Regions from separate parts of the Sus scrofa genome. Here all the other regions are linked to region 2. The links are chromatin contacts, called in public promoter capture Hi-C maps. All regions are on one chromosome and are shown on one strand. Each heading gives the region's core, a stretch centred on a gene start, on an enhancer-like site or on the middle of the called end of the contact. The rest is flanking DNA. Distances are from core to core; before and after follow the strand shown.

The links. Promoter capture Hi-C pulls out the DNA fragments that hold promoters and counts their contacts.
Region 1: a promoter capture Hi-C map of liver shows a contact between it and region 2, with 4 times the contacts expected there. The contact joins the promoter of IL11RA here to the promoter of KIAA1161 in region 2. A contact is called at or near these places in 1 of 5 promoter capture datasets (liver) and 1 of 2 datasets of contacts at active chromatin or transcription factors (alveolar macrophages).
Region 3: a contact with region 2 is called in a promoter capture Hi-C map of liver, with 4 times the contacts expected there. The contact joins the promoter of UBAP2 here to the promoter of KIAA1161 in region 2. A contact is called at or near these places in 2 of 5 promoter capture datasets (fetal liver and liver) and 1 of 2 datasets of contacts at active chromatin or transcription factors (alveolar macrophages).

What each region holds. Positions count from the first base shown.
Region 1 is chr10:32,146,892-32,150,580 of Sscrofa11.1, reverse strand. IL11RA (interleukin-11 receptor subunit alpha) reads left to right here and starts at 1,266. Exons shown (of 13, transcript XM_003130670.5): 1 at 1,266-1,381.
Region 2 is chr10:32,434,790-32,438,394 of Sscrofa11.1, reverse strand. KIAA1161 reads right to left here and starts at 2,046. Exons shown (of 2, transcript XM_021064686.1): 1 at 1,586-2,046. It overlaps C10H9orf24 (spermatid-specific manchette-related protein 1), which reads right to left. Exons shown (of 6, transcript XM_021064685.1): 6 at 3,479-3,605.
Region 3 is chr10:32,753,803-32,757,459 of Sscrofa11.1, reverse strand. It overlaps UBAP2 (ubiquitin-associated protein 2), which reads right to left and starts at 1,753. Exons shown (of 28, transcript XM_021064693.1): 1 at 1,338-1,753.

The DNA.
Region 1 (3,689 bases), core at 17-2,516, 290 kb after region 2:
GACAGCTCCAGTAAGGAAGGAGCTGTCAGAGTTAGGAGCTGCAGGGCCTGGAAGGAGGGGATGCTTTTTGGAGTGACCCTGGGTCTACTCTCTCCCCTAGGGACCTCTTTCCCTGGCAAGATTATAACTGTGTGGGAGCAACAAGCCAGGCAGCCCAGGACATATGAGGACACCCTGGGTCCTCCAAACTTTTAGGTGAGGATAAGAGCTTGCGAGCAATGCAGGAATGGCCAGAACAGAACGCTTTTTGTCTCCTGTCTTCTCAAGGGAGTTGAGTCTCTGGGAGGGCAGATCACGCAAGGCTGGACAGTGATGACCTGACCCTCGAGAACCTTGGCTGAACCTTCCCGTCTAGGATTCTTTCTCTCTTGAGAGAGACTGGAGGGGAAGGATCTGGGACTTGGAGTGTTGCTCTGGTCTGGAAGAAGCTCAGACAGATGTGGTACACATTTCCCTCAAGCCCCCATTGACTGGAGAGTGGGGGAAAACCCTGGATGGGTGGCTGCTTTCTTGACACACCCACTCACCCTCACACCCTTGATCCTACACCTTTGCTTTGGCTGCATTTCGGAATCACCTGGGGAATTTTATTTATTTGTCTTTTTTGTCTCTTTAGGGCCACACCTGAGGCACATGGAGATTCCCAGGCTAGGGGTCTAATCAGAGCCGTAGCCACTGGCCTACGCCAGAGCCACAGCAACGCAGGATCCAAGCTGTGTCTGTGACCTACACCACAGCTCAGGGCAATGCCAGATCCTTAATGTACAGAGCAAGGCCAGGGATTGAACCAGTGTACTCATGAATACTAGTCAGGTTTGCTAACCGCTGAGCCATGGCGGGGACTCCACGCCTGGGGAGGTTTAAACAATACTGATTTAACTGGAGTGTGGCTTGGCAGTTTTAAAACAACAATGGCCAGTGAAGTCTGAGAACCATTGCCTTACACCAGTCTACCTCCTGCCTTATCTTATCTGGAGTCGGGGGCACCTTCAGCCTCACCGTCACCTGCCAAGGGGCTCCTGAGCCACCGAACTTGAGGGGTTTGTTTGTGGAGGGGGAAGGGCCTCCTGGTCCTGCGGTCCCAGGAGGAGAGGCCTTCAGGCCCGGGACCCAGGAACCCCGCTCCAGACTCCGTCTCCCCCCGCGGCCTCCTCAGTCCGGGACGGGACAGGAAGTGTCCGGCAGAGGTGGGGGTGGAGGTGATTGGCAGTTGGAGGCTCCAATGGGCCGAGAGCCCCCCTATTTCGCCCCTTTCCTTCCATTGGTGCCCGGGCGGAGCCGCCCCCACTGCTGGGCCCCAGGGCGGGAGGGAGTAGAGGCCGGGGCAGAGGGCGAGGGCGAGGGCGAGGGCGGAGGGCGCTGGCGGCGGCGGCCGCGGAAGGTGAGGCCTGATGGGGCGGCGGGTGTACCCGAGGGAGCCGGGCCAGGGGAGGGCGGGGCAGGGGGGTGTGGGATTTGCTGGGCCGGGAGTGACTGATGGACTGTCAGTGTGTGTGTGTGTGTGTGTGTGTGTGCGCGCGCGCGCGCGCGCACGTGCGGGTGTGAGGCTGTGTGTGAAGAGGTCATTATGTGGGACCCCGCAACAGTGTCGCTAGTTGCAGCTGTCAGCTCGTGTGCCTGCGAGTGTCACCGTGCATGGGCTGAGTCGGCATGCGGCTGTGCCAGAGTGGGATTGTGTGTGTCTGTGCAGTTTGGGGGCAGAGACTGGGTCCTGTGTTTGTGTGTGGGAGAGGGCCCGTGACCACATCAGGGGATGTGTTTGGGGAAGGTCTCTGTGGGGTTTGAGACTCTGTCAGCGTGAGACTGGGTGGCTGGGTTTATATGCACCAATGTGTGACTTCAGAAGTGGCAGAGTAAGAATGAGGCTTGCAGTCTGTGTGTGTCCTGTGTCCTAACCGCTACTCTGGAGGAGTGGAGCTGGGTTTGCCTCTTAGGGACCCACTTCAACAGCTAGTGGGACTGACCTTTCTACTTAGTCGCTGGCAGGGGCACCCCCCATCCCCAGCACACTTGGCGTCCCCTCCTTTCTGAGAGTCCAGTTGCTGGTCGGCTGCTCCTTATTTTCTCTTTCCTCATCTGACTCAGTTTCTTTATATTTCTCTTTCTCTCCTACTGCTGCCTTCCTAGAGCAAGTGCTCTCGTGTCTTTTGAGTTTCATCTCCCCAGATATCTGTTTATCTGCTTTTTAGTCCTGCCTCTCACGTCCTCTGCTTCTCTGTCTCTGGGCCCCCACGTCTGACTTCTCTGTTCACCTTTGTCTCTTTGGCCACCTGGGGGCCTGGAATGGTGATGAGATGGGGCATCTGCTTTGCTAAGAGCTCCCTGGAACAGAGGGGAGCTTAAACTATGATGAGGAGTTGCTTTTGGGGGGTGCTGTGACCTCAGCCAGGGACAGAGTGCTAAGTGTGTGTGACGATGCAAGGAAAAGTGAGATGTGTGTGTCTGGCTGTGTGTCTGGCTGTGAGTAAATGGAAGTGTCTGAGGTTGATGTCTGAGTGTATCAGTGTAACTGTGAGTGGCGGGATCTGAGAGTGTGTGTCTGACGGTAAGTGTGGGTCTTGTGTATCTGGCACCAAGGGACCAAAGGCATTTCCTGGTGCTGGGGCCTGAAGAGCAGAGGGGGAGGTAAGAAATGGCTGGAACGTCCAGGGGAGGGGAACTGGCCTCTTTGGCTTTTCATTCTACCCCCAACGTGGGGCCTCTCTTCTCCGTCAAACGCAGCCGGCTGTTCCCCAAGGAAATATTTGCTGGGGAGTGAAGAGTGGGAGTGTGAGCATGTGTCTGAATTTTCATTCTGTTTCCACGTGTGTTCAAGGGCGTGTCTTCGTTGACCGTGCCTGGGGCGTCCACGCGTGAATGTGCCTGTGTTGGGCAGTGGGAAAACACGGAATGTCTCACTGACAGGGACGGCAGCAGCCCTCCTTTCCCTCTTGCTGGGCCTGGCTGTGCCTGTGGCTTCCTTTCCAGACTGGGGGGGAGGCGTCTTTCCTTCCCAGGGCCTTGGGTGGGAGGGGGTGAGAGAGGAGGAGGGGAGAGGGACGAGGGGGAGGGGGCCTGGCTAGGGGCGGCTGAGCTCCAGGGCGCAGAGGGGCGGGGGCAGGGAAGGGGAAGGAGGGGACGATTCTGGGGTCCCAGCACTGAGTAGAGCTGAGTCGGGTGCTGTAGCTGGTGGGAGGAAGTCCTGAAGGCCATGGACACTCAGCCACTGGGATCTCCGAGGTAGGGCGGGGCTGATCAGGGTAAATGTGCTGGGAGGTCGGGGGGCGGGGGGTGGGGGGGGAACCACCAGCCACACTCAGACACACAGACACGTGGAGGCCCCTGCTCAGGTCTTCTTGAGAAGGGTCTGTGCTCTCCCTCTTCAGGAGCCCTCGCCCAGGGCCTCTCTCCACGTGCCCCTCTGTCCCCATTCCCACTTCCCCACTGCCTTCCTCCTGCTTTCTTTCTCCCTTCGAGAATCCCTCTCTCCTAGGACCCCCATCCCCCATACACACGTGGTTGGGTACTTTTTTGACTTTTCTGAGATCCTGCTGCCCTAGCTCAGCTCTTGCCTCCTTGAGTCCCCACCACCTCCCTGTCCTGAGCTCTGAGCATCTCTTTGTCCTGTGGCCCCCACCCCAGGCCCCTGTTCCTGCAGGCTCCCAGCTCCCCTCAGCCTCCTCTCCCCTCCCCGCCACCCTGTCTCCATC
Region 2 (3,605 bases), core at 797-3,296:
CCTCACTATGGACTCCCCTTCCTGTAGGTACAGGTTAGAAAAGCCCTCCTGGAAAATGCAGGCCTTTAGCTGACGCCCTTAAGCCAAGCAGAACCCAAAGAAGGTCTTAGATGGCCCAGGCCAGACCTGCTGTACATTTATATTCAATCTCTTCAAGACAACCAAGGCCCCATTCTGGGTACTAAGGAAAGAAGGGGAAAGGGTCCATATCTGAATAGGAAAGAGACTGGTCGTCCTCAAAACTTTCATATTAGGTCAGCCCATCTCATGACTCCTGGAGGCATGGAGGGGCCACTAAGGTGACCTCAAAAGCCTTTTCTAACACTTAGGTTCTGAGAATCTTTATTCACTAGGGTTCTAAGATTCTTTGATGAAGGACAGAAACCCGTAGACCTTTTACTGGTCTCCCTACTGCCACCACAGCGTCCAACCCTAACAATAATGCTGTACAGGAGGCAAAGCTGCAGTGCTCACTTTATAGATGAGTAAACAGTGGCCCAAACTTCAAACAAGAAAAAGGAACTTGTTTGAAGTCACCAAAGTAGCAAGGCTGCCTGAATCCAAAATCCAGGCTTGGAGTTCCCGTTGTGGCTCGTGGTTAACGAACCTGACTAGTATTCATGAGGACTAGTATCCCTGGCCTCGCTAAGTGGGTTAATGATCCAGTGTTGCCGTGAGCTGTGGTGTAGGTCGCAGATGCAGCTGAGATCCCAAGTTACTGTGGCTGTGGTGTAGGCCAGCAGCTTCAGCTCTGATTCGATATCTAGCCTGGGAAACTTCATATGCCACGGATGCGACCCTAAAAAGAAAAAGAAAAAGAAAAAAAAAAAAAAAAGACAAAATGGAGGCTTAACCCTCCATGGTATTAAGTTTTAGGAATGGAAGATAATGGTCTGACTGGCTATCTGAACACAGCAAAGGAGATCTGTGGCCAAGAGGGTGGGATAGGCTTCCATTAGGTGGGTGTGGGCATGGTGAGGCCTGTCTTCCCAAGGGCTGGTGCTGCTGCTTGCTTCAGGAAGGTTTCTGGTGGTGGGAAGTGGCAATTTTTGTGGCATCTGGTACAGGGGCTGTGGGGGAGGAACTGTGATTCCGGCGTTAACGGTGGAGCTAGAGACCCCTGTAATCCGCAGCCTCCGCCATCTGGACAAACTCCCGCTAATACTGGCAGGTGGGGTTTGCCCTAGCCAAGCCTCTGCCCACTAGACACTCAACCTCAGTCTTGGCTGACAGCCCCTAGCGGGGTCTGAAGGCGGGGGCGGCGGGGGGGGGCGGGGCAGCGGGCCCAGCCCAACTGACGGGAGGCCATTCCATGTCAAGCGGTTTGTCGAACACAAGATTCCGGGGGTAGGGTGGGATTGGAAATGTCAAAGGCAACTCGATCCGGCCCATCTCCCTGTCCTGCCCAGCGTCGGGATCCAGGGGATCGAGTGACCGAGTCTACAGCCTGGAATCCCCCACCCCCCACCTCCCGCGCTGCAGCTACAAGGTCCGAAGGGACAGACTGAGGTCAAGGGACCAGTGCCCGCTGGGAACCGCGGCCGGAGGAGGGGCCCAGGTGTCCAGGCTCGCCACACCTACTTACTCGTTTGTAGGAGCGAAAGTTCAGGAAATGTCCTCCCTCGGCAACCTCCCAAGGACTTCCCGCTAGGCTCATTCAAGGCAGTCGACTCCAGAAGTGAAGGTAAAGGGGAGGCTCCCGCCGAGCCCCTCCACGCTAGCTGAAGTTGAGTGGCAACAGCGCAGCGCGGGGCGCCGCCTCACTGAAGACAGCTGAGGCCCTCCTCGGGCCCCGCCCCCTGGCCGCTCGGCCACGCCCCGGTCTTTTGGTCTCGCCTAGAGTCGTGGAGTCCACCTGAGTCCGTGGAGCAAGACCATCCTCCCACAGTGTCACGAGGACTTGAGGCCACGCCCCTTAGCTTCCGTGCCTCCCCCTACACCCCCGCGCCACTCCTCCTCTGCTCTGTGCCCAACTCCGGGCAGCTTGGGCCCTCTGCCAGCCTGGAACCTCCCAAGCCCGCCTCCTCAGCCTTCAGAACCCCGCCCCCTCCCCCGCGGCCATTGCTTACCCTCAAGAGGGCGGCTCTCTGCCCCAGGCCTGCTGGGAAATGTAGTTCTGGAGAAAGGTGCAACTGTCGAACTTTATTATATAGAGTCCTCCAACCTCTGGGCTAAATTTGGGAATCGTCTGAGGAGGAGAGAGCTGCCGGGCAAAGGGGCGGAGCCGAACCCTTGGGATTTATTTTTCTCCAGATGTGAGCAGCTTGAGGTCGTCTGGGTATAACGCTTATTAGGTCTCCATAGGGGAAAAATTTCACCACATGGTGTTAGGGTAGCGAAATTCTGGGAGGATCTCAGTGGTTCAATGCAGGTTAGATCCAATCAAGGACCCCACAGAGGGAGCTTAGTTCCACCAGCTTGGAGGCCCAACCTGTACATTCCCACTAGACCAGACCACAGCATCTGAGATCAGGAACTGAGAAGACAAGCTTCTGCTCGGTATTTTGCAACGCCTTTCCCCATCCACTGCCCCCCACTCCCCTTGATGAAAGCCATTAGAAGTACCCATGCTGGAGTTCCCACTGTGGCTCAGTGGGTTAAGAATCTGACTAGTATCCATGAGGATGTGGGTTTGATTCTTTGTCTCCCTCAGTGGGTTAAAGGTAAAAGGATCTGCAGTTGCCCTGAGCTGTGCTCTAGGTCACAGATGCAGCTAGGATCTGGCTTTGCTGTGGCTGTGGTTGTGGCCAGCAGCTGCAGCTCTGATTTGACCCCTAGCCTGGGAACTTCCTGTGGCCCTAATGACAAAAAAAAAAAAAAAAAGAAAGAAAGAAAGAAAACCCATGCTACAAGGAAGTGGGCATGCCTCACCATACTTCTCCCTCCAGGGGGAACTGGGTGCAAACATACGGAAGATCCTAGAGATTTTGGAACACCCCACCCCTTCCTCCCAGGGCTTTGTTTTATAATTTGAAATTTCTTGGTCATGAAACCCTTCAAAATTGTTTGGACCCCTTGGACTTGGGTGGGCATGGCAGCAAGGGTATCTGAACAGAGACTTTTAGGCTGTGATGGAGGCTCTGGGAACAGAGATCAAGAACGTTGGGAATAGGGACATGGCTCTGACTGCAGAATGGAGGCATGGAGGTGAAGGGACATCTAAGCTTGGGGGATAGTGGGGAAATGTCAGCTGTAGGGCTCTCCTGGGGTTGAGAGGTAGATGGGCCCTCCCGCATGGCTAGTTTGGGCTCTGAGGTGGAAAGGAGGAGGACATGCCCCTCATAGGAATATTATGTGTCAGGAGGGCACTCCGGACCACCCAAGGGAAATATTGAGGTGATGAAATGGACAAGGCGACTTTGAGAACTGCATCGCAGTTGAGGGGGCTTGGCAGAGGCCTGAGTGACTGGCTCCTCACTGCCAGATCCTTCTGGGGAAGGACACTGGCGGCAGGCTTTAGGGTGAAGAATTTATTTATTGCTCAGCCCCCTTAGCCCGGCCAGTCTGGGGTCTACCAGCAGTGGTAGTCAGGATAGGTCTCAGACACAAACTCAGGGTGGACAACATAGTTGTTTCTCTGGGGGCCACCAGTCTTCTTGAAGTGA
Region 3 (3,657 bases), core at 504-3,003, 320 kb before region 2:
CAGGTTAGAGATTCGGGTGCACTGGAAGACCATAACATCTCCAGAGAGTGGAATTTATCCCTTCCTGAGACAGACACCACCCCAAGAGAGTCACCCAATCCCCTCTGTAGGAGAGCTTAAGTATTAATATTCACCTTCCTTCCACTTCCATTAGACAAACTGACACTAAAAATTAAGAATGCACAATTTCTGGTGAAAAGCGAGGATTAGACTACTCACATATCCCTTGGTCTTAAAAGTACTATCATAATCGAAGCGAAAATATAAAATTACATTCACCCAAAAAATGAATTGTATGCCCTTTATCAGATAAAAGATGATCTCTGGACACCTTATGGAGACCTTCAAAACTCTCAATTATTCAGACGCACAAGAGCTGAAGAAAGTAAGCCTAAATACTAGTAGAGACATCTTGGATACAAGTAGAAACAATATCCAACAGAGGTGGAAGTAAACTACCGGATTATGTCAAACAGGAAATAACAGGAATGATGATGGAATCACGCAATCAACTCCCAGAGAGAACAAGGATGAGACCAGAGTGGTGAGAACAGTGGTGGCACGTGAGGTGCGAGGACAACTAATTAGACTGAAAACCCTGGGGGAAAAGTGGAAAGCCAAGTGAAAAGTGATTCAGCGGCAAAGAAAACTGAGATGCAATGCACCAATGGAAGAGTAACATTTTGAATAGTATTCTAAGAGTGCTTTAGTTTACAAAGCTCTTGCAAACCTACACTAAAGAACAACTGTGACACGGCCAGACTACAGGAACTGGGAACGTGGAGGAAAACTGAGTCCTAAGTGTCTGACACCAAAACCTTCCCGAATGAAGAGGAGAAGTGGAACTGCACTAGCCTCTGGGTAGCCGGGAAAGGCGAGAGAGCGCAGAAGTAAGGCTCTGAAATATCTAGTCCCAGGTCTAGCGACAGGCATGAAAACGGAAAAGTGGTCGGTCGGCGACAGCGTGGCGCGGGAGCTCCAGCGGACAGGCAAGGGAGGGACAACGGTGGGAGAGAAAACCACACCCTCCAGGGCAGAAACCCGACCGGGGGGAGGGGAAGGCGCCCCCTGGGGCTGGGTGGGGCCGGGACGACAAGCGTTGGGGTAGGCAGGAAGGAGCCCCGGACAACCCGCGGGAGAGAGGAAGGACTGCACCAGGCCTGGGCAAACTGAGGACGCGTGAAACCAGCGAGGGAAGCTCGGCCCGCTTTCACGGGTGGGCGCTGGGGCACTATGAAGAAGGTTGGAGAAAAGAAGAACAGAAGCCAGGACTACCGGGCGCAAGCTGCAGAGCTCAGGGACCTGGACCGGGGAAGGTGAGAGAAGGTGCCAATTACCGCTGCTGCTCTCGCTGGACTCGGGACCCGCTGCTGCTGCTGCCGCTGCCGCTGCCGCTTGCCGCTGCCGCTGCCGCCGCCGCCGCCGCCGCTCGTTACCTGCCAATGTGCCTCTTACAAAGCGGCGGCGGCGGCAGAGGCTGCTCGGCCCGTCACGTGACCTCTACGTCATGGGCGAAGGAGGAGCCACTACAAGTCGCTCGCCCGCGGCTCGTCATCAACCCGCCCACAGAGCGCGTCGCTCTCACTAACCAACCCCCCGTCATGCCCTCCAGACTGGGCCAGCATGGTTGAGGCAGGGGGAGGCACGCAGATGGAGCCAACAAGGGCGAGTTTACGCAGTTTCTCGTACTCGGAGTTGTTAGGGACGTGCTAGCTCCCGCCTCCAGGAAGCCCACAAGTGCAGCTCGTTGTCGCGCTGTGATGACCTCACAAGGCACCACAGGTCGCTGCCTTGCGGCCGCCTTCCTCTCATCACGTGAAGTGGTCCAACCACTCAAGAAGACCCTAGCCTGCCAAGCGTTGCGCCAGGGCACTACGATTCTCAACTTGCTGCACAGCAAAGCCATCTACCACCACATCCTTTCCCTCGTGGCTTCATGGATGGTGCGGCTGTGACTTCGGACCGAGGGAAGGCCGAGACGGAAAGCGGACAGGGCAGGCATCTGAGACTAATGCTAGTGAGCGGCCCCTGCTAGGCAGCTGAGCATGATTCCTGCTGGGAGATGTAGTCGCCGTGGGAGGTGGGGTTCGGCTACCACCTTCCCGAGCCGGCGCTCTGCCCCGCCCCCCTGCGCGGGAAAACACCAACGGCTCGCGGAGATATCCGTTGCACCCAGCTGGCTTCCCAGGGAACCTCCACCGGAGTGGGAAGGCCCCGAGGCTTACGTCCTACGAAACGTGGGCTCAAATTATGCAGTCCCAAGCCCCTTATGCGTGAAAAGACTAACATTTCTAGAAAGCCTACTCGTCAGCCGTTTATACAACCAGTTTTATTAAGTCGTAAAGTCAACCCTTTGAGGCTGGGATTGTCCCGGTTTTAAGCAAAGAGAAAGGATCAGGGAGGTTCAGTTGTTAACTGGCTGAGGAGACCCAAACCAGATTATCTGTCTCCTAATAATGAATAACCTGCCTCTCAAAATGACCTCACCTGTTAAGCATAAAGAAGGAGCTAATGGTTTATAATTGTAGCAGAGTATTTTAGAGTATGTTCTCAATTACTGGACGGTTGACCCTCAAAGGCAGTATCTAAGGACTTTGGAATCCAGCAGGCCTTACCTCGATTTGAGCTTTCCTTTGTGATAACACCGCTTCACCAGGTTGTGAAATAAGATTATGTAAAATACCAGATTGGCACAGAATAAACCCTCAATAAATATTAGCGATTATTTTCACACCCTGCATGTATCCTTGGGCACCATAGGTCCAAGATGAAAAGGGAATTAGCACATACTGATCTTTGTATGGGGCACTCTACGAGTTACTAACTTGCCAGGTACTAATAGACTTGTAGGTTAAAGTACTTGATGCAAAACACTTGAATCCTTAATAGCCTGCTCAGTTCAAGGGAAAACTTTGTTTTTCATCTGAATTGATCAAGAATGCTCAGGCTGTGCCTTTAACAAATAGAACTTATTATCATGACCATTCATGTGTAGATGTATCTTATCTCTCTTTTTACAGTGAGCTAGCGTTGTATATAGTCAGTTTAGTCTTCCTTCTTTTTGTATTTCTGCTGTATAGAAATGTGTGGGAGAGGAGTTCCCATCTTGGCACAGCAGAAACGAATCTGACTGGGAACCACGACGTTTCGGGTTCAATCTCCGGCCTCATTCAGTGGCCTAAAAATCCGGCATTGCCATGAGCTGTGGTGTAGGTCGAGGATGCGGTTCGGATCTGGTGTTGCTGTGGCTACAGGTCCAATTAGACCCCTAGCCTGAGAACCTCCATATGCCGTGGGTGCAGCCCTAAAAAGAAAGACCAAAAAAAGAAAAAAAGAAATGTGTGGGAGAGTCAAAGATAAAAACCATCCTTTGAGAGGCACAGACATAATGGAAAGAGCACAAGAAAACACTTCCAAAGGATCTATACGAACCTGCTAACAGCTGTTTTTGAGAAGTGGGAAAGAGGGTTTGTGATTGAGGGCGCAGTGAAAAGAAACTATAGTCTATAAGTTAACTATCTGCATGGAGGAGTTCCCATCGTGGCACAGGGTAAACAATCCAACTAGGAACCATAAGGTTGCAGGCTCTATCCCTGGCCTCGCTTAGTGGGTTAAGGATCTGGTGTTGCCATGAGCTGTGGTGTAGGTCGCAGATGG